Regions from separate parts of the Sus scrofa genome. Here region 2 is linked to region 1. Evidence: chromatin contacts called from public HiChIP or PLAC-seq data. All regions are on one chromosome and are shown on one strand. Each heading gives the region's core, a stretch centred on a gene start, on an enhancer-like site or on the middle of the called end of the contact. The rest is flanking DNA. Distances are from core to core; before and after follow the strand shown.

Region 1 (4,298 bases), core at 1,025-3,524:
AGCAGCTACAGCTCTGATTTGACCCCTAGCCTGAGTACCTCCATAGGCCGCAGGGGTGGCCCTAAAAACAAAACAAAACAAAACGGAAAAAACACAGAGGTGGAGGGGCTTTGAAATAATGCTGTTCAGCTGAGGTGTCAGGCTGAGATGACACCTGGGTCTCTGTTCCCTTTGCTATCCAAAGCTCCACACCATGTCCCAAATGCCCTATGCAACCTCCAAGGAGCAGAGCCAGATGCGAGGGGGCAAAGTCCCCTCCCTGACAAAATGGAAACAGCTCTCCACGCACCTGCTCGCTGCTGAGTGAGCTCCACCAGCTGCTCTCACCCGGACATCTCCCACTTCCGCGCTTCCCGGGCTTCTGGCCCGAGGCTGCTCACTTGCCCTCCCCTCCAGGGAGGCACAGTTTCACAGAAAGTTCTAAAAGTACACATCCAGAAGTTCCCATCGTGGCTCAGTGGTTAACGAATCCCACTAGGAACCACGAGGTTGCGGGTTTGATCCCTGGCCTTGCTCAGTGGGTTAAGGATTCGGCATTGCCGTGAGCTGTGGTGTAGGTCGCAGACGCGGCTCGGATCCCGTGTTGCTGTGGCTGTGGCGTAGGCCGGCGGCTACAGCTCTGATTCGACCCCTAGCCTGGGAACCTCCATATGCTGCGGGTGCAGCCCAAGAAAATACAAAAAAGACACACACAAAAAAATACGTAAACAAATAAATAAAAGTACACATCCAATCCCTCGCTCTACCTCCCCACCCCACCCTGCCAATCTCTCCTCTTTGAAGAAAAAAGTCCTTAGATGACTACTTGGAACCAGGAGCTTCAGGAATGGGTCACCTCGTATTTGATTTAGCCACACAAACATCCCCACCTGTCACCCAGTGCGCTGGATTTCAGGAGCGAGCTCATCTCCCTGAAACTCTGACCAGAAGTCACTCGCTAACCCCCCCGCCTCTGCATCACTCCTCAGAAACTCCTTCACTCTCACTGTCTTTCCTCAGTCAATGGCTTTATGAAAATAATTCCTCAAAACAGTTTCCCCATCTCTTTGCACCAAGACTGAGAATCCCCCAGGGCCATGTTGGCCCTGTCCCCTATCCCTGGCCATTATGTCCGGGACTCCTCACCCAAGCGTCTCCAAGTTCCAAGCAAACATCCTAAGCTCCCCTCCCCGCCTGCGCCGCCAACTCCAAATACTTCCGCCTCTGTGCCCACCACCTGGGCATCATGTCAGGCAACCAGTCCCCTCTGCTAACTCCTTAGACTCTTCCCCTGTCACTCAGCCCCAGTCGTCTTCCTGTGTCTACTGATCACCACCCTCCTAATGCCCAAGGCAGCCACTCCTCATACCCCAGGTTACCCTCAACACTCTTTCCCCATCATCTCAACTCCATTCTGGAAGCTGTCTTTTCTGATCTCCCAGTGCCCCTTGGTATTGTTCAGCCCCAAACCCTTTCCCACCACTGGCCGGCACCCTGGCCCTGCCTGCCCTTGTCCGCCTTTCCTCATAGGCTCAGACAACTCCTCCCTCTCTCTGGGTACACTCTGCCACTCCTGCAGCTCTGGCTGCCTCTTGCCTCTCTCAGCCTTCACTCTAGGACCACCCCACATCTTACCCCGTGCTCCCGCTCCCCTCAGCAGCCCCCCATGTCCTGTCCGGCTCTCCCTGTCCCCTTGACCTCATCTCAGGCCTGTCCGGCCCTCATTGTCCCCGCGGCCTCTCCTCAAGCCTATTTGGCCTTCACGGCCCCTTGGACCCCACCTCAGGTGCTGTCTGTCCTTCTCTATCCCCGTCGGGCCCACCTCGGGCCCTGTCCGGCCCTCGCTGTCCCCCTCGCCCCTTGCTGTGCCGCCCAACAAGCCTATCCAGGGCTTTCCATTCCGTCGGGCCCCGTCCGGCCGCTGCATCCCTTCTGCTAGACTATCAGCCTCCCTGGTCGTCATCCTCGGCTCTCCCTCCCTCCTCGCTCCCGCACCGCCGGCTGGACACTCACTACTCCTTGAGCAGCACCATGTCGCTTCGCGGCTCGGCAGCTGCCCGCTGCCCGCCCAGCCTCCTGCCCGCTTCCCGGCGGCCGCTCTCCCCGTGGCCCGGCTCGGCTGCCTGTGCGCCTTCGTTGTGGTCTGCTCTGTCGCCGCCGCTCTCGCTGCGGTAGCCGCTCCGGCTCCTGCCGCCCTGGCCTCGCCACCTCCCGCGCCACTGCCGACGCCGCCCGGAGCTCCGGTTCCGCAGCGCCGCGCGGGGCGGGGCGTCTCTGCGGCAACCAGAGCGTCACACGCAGCGCTGCGCGCTGACCTCAGGGCGGAGGCGGAGCCTTCCCGGCCCGCCCCCTCCCGTCCTTAAATGGGCCTGGGCCTGAGCATCCGCGTCCGGGGTGGACCCCAGGCATGCGCAAGACCCTGGCGGTAGGCGGAGCCGAGGGGAGAGGGCCCGCAGGGTCCTAGAGGTGACTGCAGCAGGATGGGATGCCCCTGTAGGGATGGGCCTCCAGGGTGGTGTGGTTTGAAATCTAGGAAAAGGCTGTGTCAAAAAATATTAATAATTGGGAGGGATAAATTAGGAGTTTGGGATTAACATATACACACTACTGTGTACAAAACAGATAACTAATAAAGACTTACTGAATAGCGCTGTACTCAGTATTTTGCAATAACCTATAAGAGAAAGGAATCTGAAAAAGAGCGTATATATGTATATATATTTCACTTTGCTGTACACCTGAAACTAACACAACACTGTAAATTTGCAGCATAGGTCGCAGATGAAGCTCAGATCTGGCGTTGCTGTGGCGTAGGCCTCAGCTGTAGCTCTGATTTGACCCCAGCTGGAGAACTTTCATGTGCCACAGATGAGGCCATAAAAAGAGGGAAAAAAAATTTTTTTGAAAATAAAGAAAAACTATATTAGAATTCTCTTGTGGCTCAGGGGGGTTAAAGATCTGGCGCTGTCACTGCAGCGGTTTGGCATGTTGCTTGGCCACTGCTGTGGCATGGGTTCGATCCCTGGCCCAGGGAACTTCTGCATACTGTGGTTGAGGCCAAAAATCAAATTTGGGGGTTGAGGCACAGTAGGAGATGGGAGCGGGTTGGACCCAAAGTATGCGGTTCCTGGCCAGTGAAAAGGTGTTTGGAGTCCATCCTAAGGGCAGGGTTGGGCATTTATGGCTTTTAAGCAAGTTTGCTGTCAGGCTCACTCTGACAGCTGGATGAAAAGGGGACCTAGGGAATCAGAGCAGAGGCAGGGAGACCAGTAGGGAGGCCTCTGCCTAAGTCCAGGTAGAGGTGGGCTCTGATAGTGGTGGGAAAGGGGGGAAAAGAAGAGATGGGAGTTCCCACTGTGGCTCAGTGGTAATGAACCCGACTAGTATCCATGAGGATGCGGGTTCCATCCCAGGCCTCGCCCAGTGGGTTAAGGATCCAGTGTTGCTGTGAGCGGTGTTGTAGTTCACAGAGTCTTGGATCCCAAGTGGCTGTGGCTGTGGCATTGGCTGGCAGCTGCAGCTCTGTCGACCCCTAGCCTGGGAACTTCCATATGCCGCAGGTTTGGCTCTGGGGGAAAAAAAGGAAGGAGAGATGGATTCAGGAGCAACTCAGGAGGTAAAATCAACTAGACCTGTTGACGAATTAGCTGAGAGAGTGAGAGTGAGAAAAGAGAGGCAAACCCACCCAGGTCTCTGGCCTGGGAGCTGGGGGGGACAGCACTGACTTCAAGAGAACACAGGGCAGACAGACCTAGGCCAGGAAAGAAAATAACTCTGAGACGGAGCAGGACCCTGTGGGGCCTTTCTTGCTTGTGGGGAATAGGCTTCAGCCTCCTTGACCTTCCCTGAGTTCCAAAGAGTGGGTTCAAACAACTGAATTTGAATTCCCTCATCTGGGAAGGGAGGGGTTACAGAGACAAGGGAGGAGCAGCAAGAAACCATAGTGCAGTCTTGGGGCAGTGTTCTGGTTCCTCCTCAAGGAATATACATAAAAACACCTTTGAGTTCTGCTGCTGGAACAGGGCCCCCACACAGGTGGAAGGTGGTAACTACAGGCAGAAGACAAGATTCCTGGAGCCCCGCCCCATTACCTCACCCAACCAATCAGAAGGAAGTCATACACTCTGCAGCCCTTACCCCCAATTTTGCCTATAAAATCCTCTCCCAGGAGTTCTCAACGAGATGGGCTCGGATGCAATGTTGCTGTGGCTGTGGTATAGGCTGGCAGCTACAGCTCTGATTTAACTGCTAGCCTGGGAACCTCCATATGCCACGAGTGTGGCCCTAAAAAGAAAGAAAGAAAGAAAAAAACTTCTCCC
Region 2 (4,298 bases), core at 1,042-3,541, 75 kb after region 1:
TGCGAGGAGCAGGCAGGTGGGAGCAGTGAGATCCAGAGAGAAGGGTGGTGGGCTCAGATGGTAGGCTCATGGGTAACCAGACCAGGTTAGCAGGTTCCAGAAGGGACTAGGCTAGGTGACAGGCTCCAGCAGTGACAGGATTGGGGTGACAGGTACAGTCTGAGACAGCAGCCTCAGAAGGTGGCCAGGCTCGGTGGGAATGGAGGCAGAGACTTACCTGCTCTCTGCTTCCTCTGGGGTCCCTAACATCTTGGCCTTGATCTTCTTCCGTTGCTTCTTGACAGCCACCTTCATGGCTTCAAGCAGAAGCCCTGGGATCCGGTGGTCTGTGAGCAGCTCCCTACTCAGGGGGAGGGGCAGAGAAAAAGTGGTGGGGATGCCGAAAGTAGGTTCCGTCCCAAGCACCCGTGCCCGCTGTTCTCCCTTCTGGGGACACTCTGCCTTGCTAACCCCGCAGACCTTAGCCTAGGTGTCACCCTTCCTAGGAGCAGTTCCTTCACGCTGCTGTAGCTGCTCTGACCCTCTGCACTGGCCCTCCCGTCCGTGCATGAAGTTCCCGGAGGGCAGGAGCTGTGTGATTTCTGTCCTCCAGGGCCCGCACAGTGCCCTGCACACGACCCCGTGGATACAGCAATGACCCAAAGAATGAGGCAAGTGGGAGCTCCCTGTGGCAGTGGGTTAAGGATCCGGCCGTTGTCACTGCAGTGGCCTGGGTCGCTGCTGTGGCGCGGGTTGATCCCTGGCCCGGGTACTTACACATCCTGAGGGTGTGGCCAAAAAACAAAAAAAGGCAGATCAGGAGCGGGTGTGAGTGGTGTCCCAGCCTCCAGCCCCGTCCAGCGCCCTTACCGCTGGAAGTAGGCCAACTCCTCCTTCAGCAGAAACACGTTGGCTTTGAGCTCATTCCGCTCCTGAAGGATCTGCTCAACCTCCGCTCGACTGAAGCTGCACTGCCCCACCTTGGGGGGGCGCCCTGGCTGCGGCGGGGCGTCCGTCTGCGGAAAGACAGGTGTGGGGGCGCCGCGGCTGGAGCTGATGTGCCCCCCGCGACCCGCTGGGAGACTTGAGAGGCCAGGGCACTCCAAGGGATGCCAGACCAGTGCTCTGGCTCGTACCGCCTTCCAATTTCCCGGTGGCCCGGCTACGCAGCACAGCAAACCTTTCCCGAGCGCCCACGAGTCCCTGACCACCTATGGCACTCACCGGGTTCTCAGGGGTCCCCTGGGTTCCGGCGTCGGGGGCCCCCCGCTCGGGCTCTTGACCCTGCTCACCCACGGGACCTCCGGCCTGGCCCCGCGCCCGCTCTGGAGGCGGCCCCACGGCCGCTTCGCGCTGCAGCTCTCGCTCGCTCTCGCGGTCCCGCGCGGCGCGCAGCTGGGTTTCCACGGCGGCCAGCTTGTGCCGCAACTCCGCATTCACCAGCAGGAGGCGCTGCAGCTGCTCCTGCAACTGTGGGCGGAGCAAAGGCGGTGGCTGGTGGGCGGGGCGACGGGGGCCGGGAGAGCCCCGCCTCCCGTAGTCGGCCCCGCCCCGCCCTCACCGCCTCGGTCTCCTGGCTGCGCTGCAGCAAGTCACGGTTGTGAGCTCGGAGTTCGTCTCTCTGGCGGTCGGTCACCTCCTTGAGCTGCCGCAGCAGAGCGCGCTCTTCTGAGGAAGGGGCGTTCTTAGGTGTGGCCCTCAGCGGAGCCGCCCCGCCGTGCCCCGATCCCGGCGCGTCCGTACTCACCCTGTGGCCCAGAGCGCAACTCTATACGGAGGCGCTCGTTCTCCTCCCGCAGCCGCCGCAGCTCCAGTTCGGCCTGCTGCGCCGATACCTGCAGCTGGGGGAGGCCAGGCTCTCAGGGTCAGGCCCCGCCGACCCCTCGGGTGGCGAGGGGAGCTGGCCGTGACTCACCGAGTCTGGGGCGGGCCCGACGGCCGCCTTTTCCAGAAGCTCCAGCGCCCTCACCACGAGCGGCACGAGCCCGGCCGCAGCCTCCGGCCCGAAGCGGCGCGCCAGCTCCTTCAGCTCAGTGCCCAGGGCCCCCGCTAGGTGGTACACGAGCTCCGCGGCCGTCCCGGACCCCGCGTCCACCCGAGGCCCCCAGTCGTGCGCCCCAGGAGCCACCCTCCTGGGCTCCATGTCTCCCAAGGCGACTGGGGCTGCGACACCCTCCCCACGCCCCCAACTAGGGCAGGAAAAAAACAAAGTCCCGGCCCAGGAAGCAGTTTAGGGCAGTAGAGGGCGGAGTAGAAGTGACAAGGGAGGAGCAACTAAGGGAAAAGGCCTGGCAAGGGAGTCTCTGTGCCCTGGGCCCAGTCCTGTTCAAGCCCCCAAGGTCACAGGAAGCAGGACAGCCAACTTCCAGCCAGGCGGCCTGGAGCTGAGGCTCAGGGCTCTAAGTGGTCACTTTTGTCAAGCCCTCCCCGCAGTGCCCAAGCCAGGCTCCACCCCTGTGTCTGGAGTCACTGGGCCTGACTTGGCCGCCAGCTCAACAGGAGGAGGTGAGAGGTAGGAGGGTTGTCACTGCCTCAGCAGTGCCAGCCAACTGTCCAGCCCCGTGCCTGTTTCCAAGATGGACTGAGAGTGACGCAAAGCCTTAAGGGGCTAGGCTGGATACCACAGTGGCAGAGGACAAGCCAGGAGCTTATACACTCAAAACAGCAGCAACTGCTCAAGAGATGTTGAAAAGGGGTGAGGGTTTGCAAGTATTTTGAAGGGACATCGGCCTGTGTGGTCATGGTGGCAACAGTGTGACGGTCCAAGTCCCCTTTAGTTCTGAGTCTAGAGGATACTTACCCCCACAGCTCCCTGAACAGCGGGCCTCAAGAACCAGTCCCACGCCCTGCTGTCAACAAGTCCTGCCTATTATCCCTACATCCAGAATTTGAGCTCAGGGTAAAAAAAAAAAAACCTCAAAAACCCCTATTTATACAAAATTTATTATTATACTTTGTTCAGAATTACAAGTCACAGGAGATCAACAACATAATAAGCACAAATAGAGGAAAAAGGGGCCAAGCTGCTGAATGTCACCAGCTTGTCTGTGGGGGTAAAACGCTCTAGCCTTAGGGGAGTCTGAAGCAGGGGGTGAGGGGACAGCTAGGCATAGAGGTCCTCTCGGTCCGCAGAGTAGACCTCACCCTCCTGCAGGAGAGCGAAGTTGAGGAAGTGGGAAGGTCGGTGCACCTCGTGGTAGAACTCTTTGGGGTTTGCCAGCTGCAGCTCATACTTCATGTTGGGATCATGCCGGACACCTTGGAGTAGAAGGAAATGTCTCATGTGGACAAGGTCCACCTGCCTCATCCAGCCTGGGCCATCTCCAAACCAGAGTCTGGCCCTAAGGACTAAGGGTGGTGGCCTAACCCCAGCCTCACTTCCAGCCCCGCTCCCCGCCTGCAATGCCCCACATACCCATAAAGTTGTAGTTCCATGAGGACTGGGCAGGGACCATAAAGAAGCCAAGGAAGCGGTCTGACAGTAGCATCTGGACCCTCTCGTAGTGCGACGGTAGGTAGCCCTTGGGGTTGTTGCCCTTGTCTGTGTTCTGGCGGCCCCACTCATAGCCACTGGGGGTCAGCTTGTAGGCTGTCAGGGTGCAGGAGCCTGGTGTGAAGCTGAGGAGGGATGGGGACAGAGTCAGAGCTCAGGCCACCGTCTGGGTTCTAACCTGGAATGTCTACCCCACCACACTTCCTCCCAAGGGGGCCCAAGCCCACCTGCAGGTGATGATGATGGTCTTCTCGCCATCCCAAGATGGGTTGTCAGCCATGATCTTGGCATGGGTGGTGACATCCTGGGGTGATAGCTGGGGGGACTCGTTGGGCTGTGTATGAATCCAACCTAAGGGTTCCATTTCCTATTGGTAGAGCAGTGAAGTTACTTTGAGCCTTGTCCGCAGCCAGGAATCCCACCCATTAGAGTAACATCCTGCCTTCCCTCCACCACTCTGAGAGCAGAGGGCCCCAGTTCACCTGCACCCCCACTGACCTTGAGGTACTCGTGCTGGGGCAGCTGGCCAGGCAGATGCACGGTCTGGTGAGTGCCCCACTGTGGCACCATCACGATGCAGCGGATCTCCTTCACCTGGGGGTTATCTGGTGGACTCACCCCATACAGGTACCCTGCAATCTAGAGACGAGGAGGTCAAAAACCAAAGATTCTTAGTACCAACCCAGACGCGTGACTGTCAGCTGTGTCTCATTCGCTTCTCCAAGAACAAGAACAGAGTTTCTCAAAATGCGGTCAGAATCTCCTGCATCAGAAACACCCAGGGTTAAGGAATTCCCTTGCGTCATGGGTCTGGCATTTTTGTCAC

Evidence for each region. HiChIP or PLAC-seq counts read pairs in DNA pulled down with a chosen protein or histone mark.
Region 2: an H3K27ac HiChIP or PLAC-seq map of alveolar macrophages shows a contact between it and region 1. The contact joins the promoter of RILP here to the promoter of PITPNA in region 1. A contact is called at or near these places in 1 of 5 promoter capture datasets (liver), 16 of 47 Hi-C or Micro-C datasets (blood, embryonic fibroblasts, fetal liver and 6 more) and 2 of 2 datasets of contacts at active chromatin or transcription factors (alveolar macrophages and skeletal muscle).

Annotation. Positions count from the first base shown.
Region 1 is chr12:47,783,113-47,787,410 of Sscrofa11.1, forward strand. PITPNA (phosphatidylinositol transfer protein alpha isoform) reads right to left here and starts at 2,275. Exons shown (of 13, transcript XR_001304419.2): 1 at 1,993-2,275.
Region 2 is chr12:47,858,138-47,862,435 of Sscrofa11.1, forward strand. RILP (rab-interacting lysosomal protein) reads right to left here and starts at 2,292. Exons shown (of 17, transcript XM_013990001.2): 1 at 1,895-2,292; 2 at 1,727-1,820; 3 at 1,541-1,647; 4 at 1,204-1,449; 5 at 850-995; 6 at 218-340. The coding sequence starts at 2,122. It overlaps SCARF1 (scavenger receptor class F member 1), which reads right to left and starts at 2,306. Exons shown (of 17, transcript XM_003358192.4): 1 at 1,895-2,306; 2 at 1,727-1,820; 3 at 1,541-1,647; 4 at 850-1,449; 5 at 218-340. It overlaps PRPF8 (pre-mRNA-processing-splicing factor 8), which reads right to left. Exons shown (of 43, transcript XM_021067568.1): 40 at 3,971-4,111; 41 at 3,700-3,839; 42 at 3,395-3,597; 43 at 2,904-3,237. The coding sequence ends at 3,083.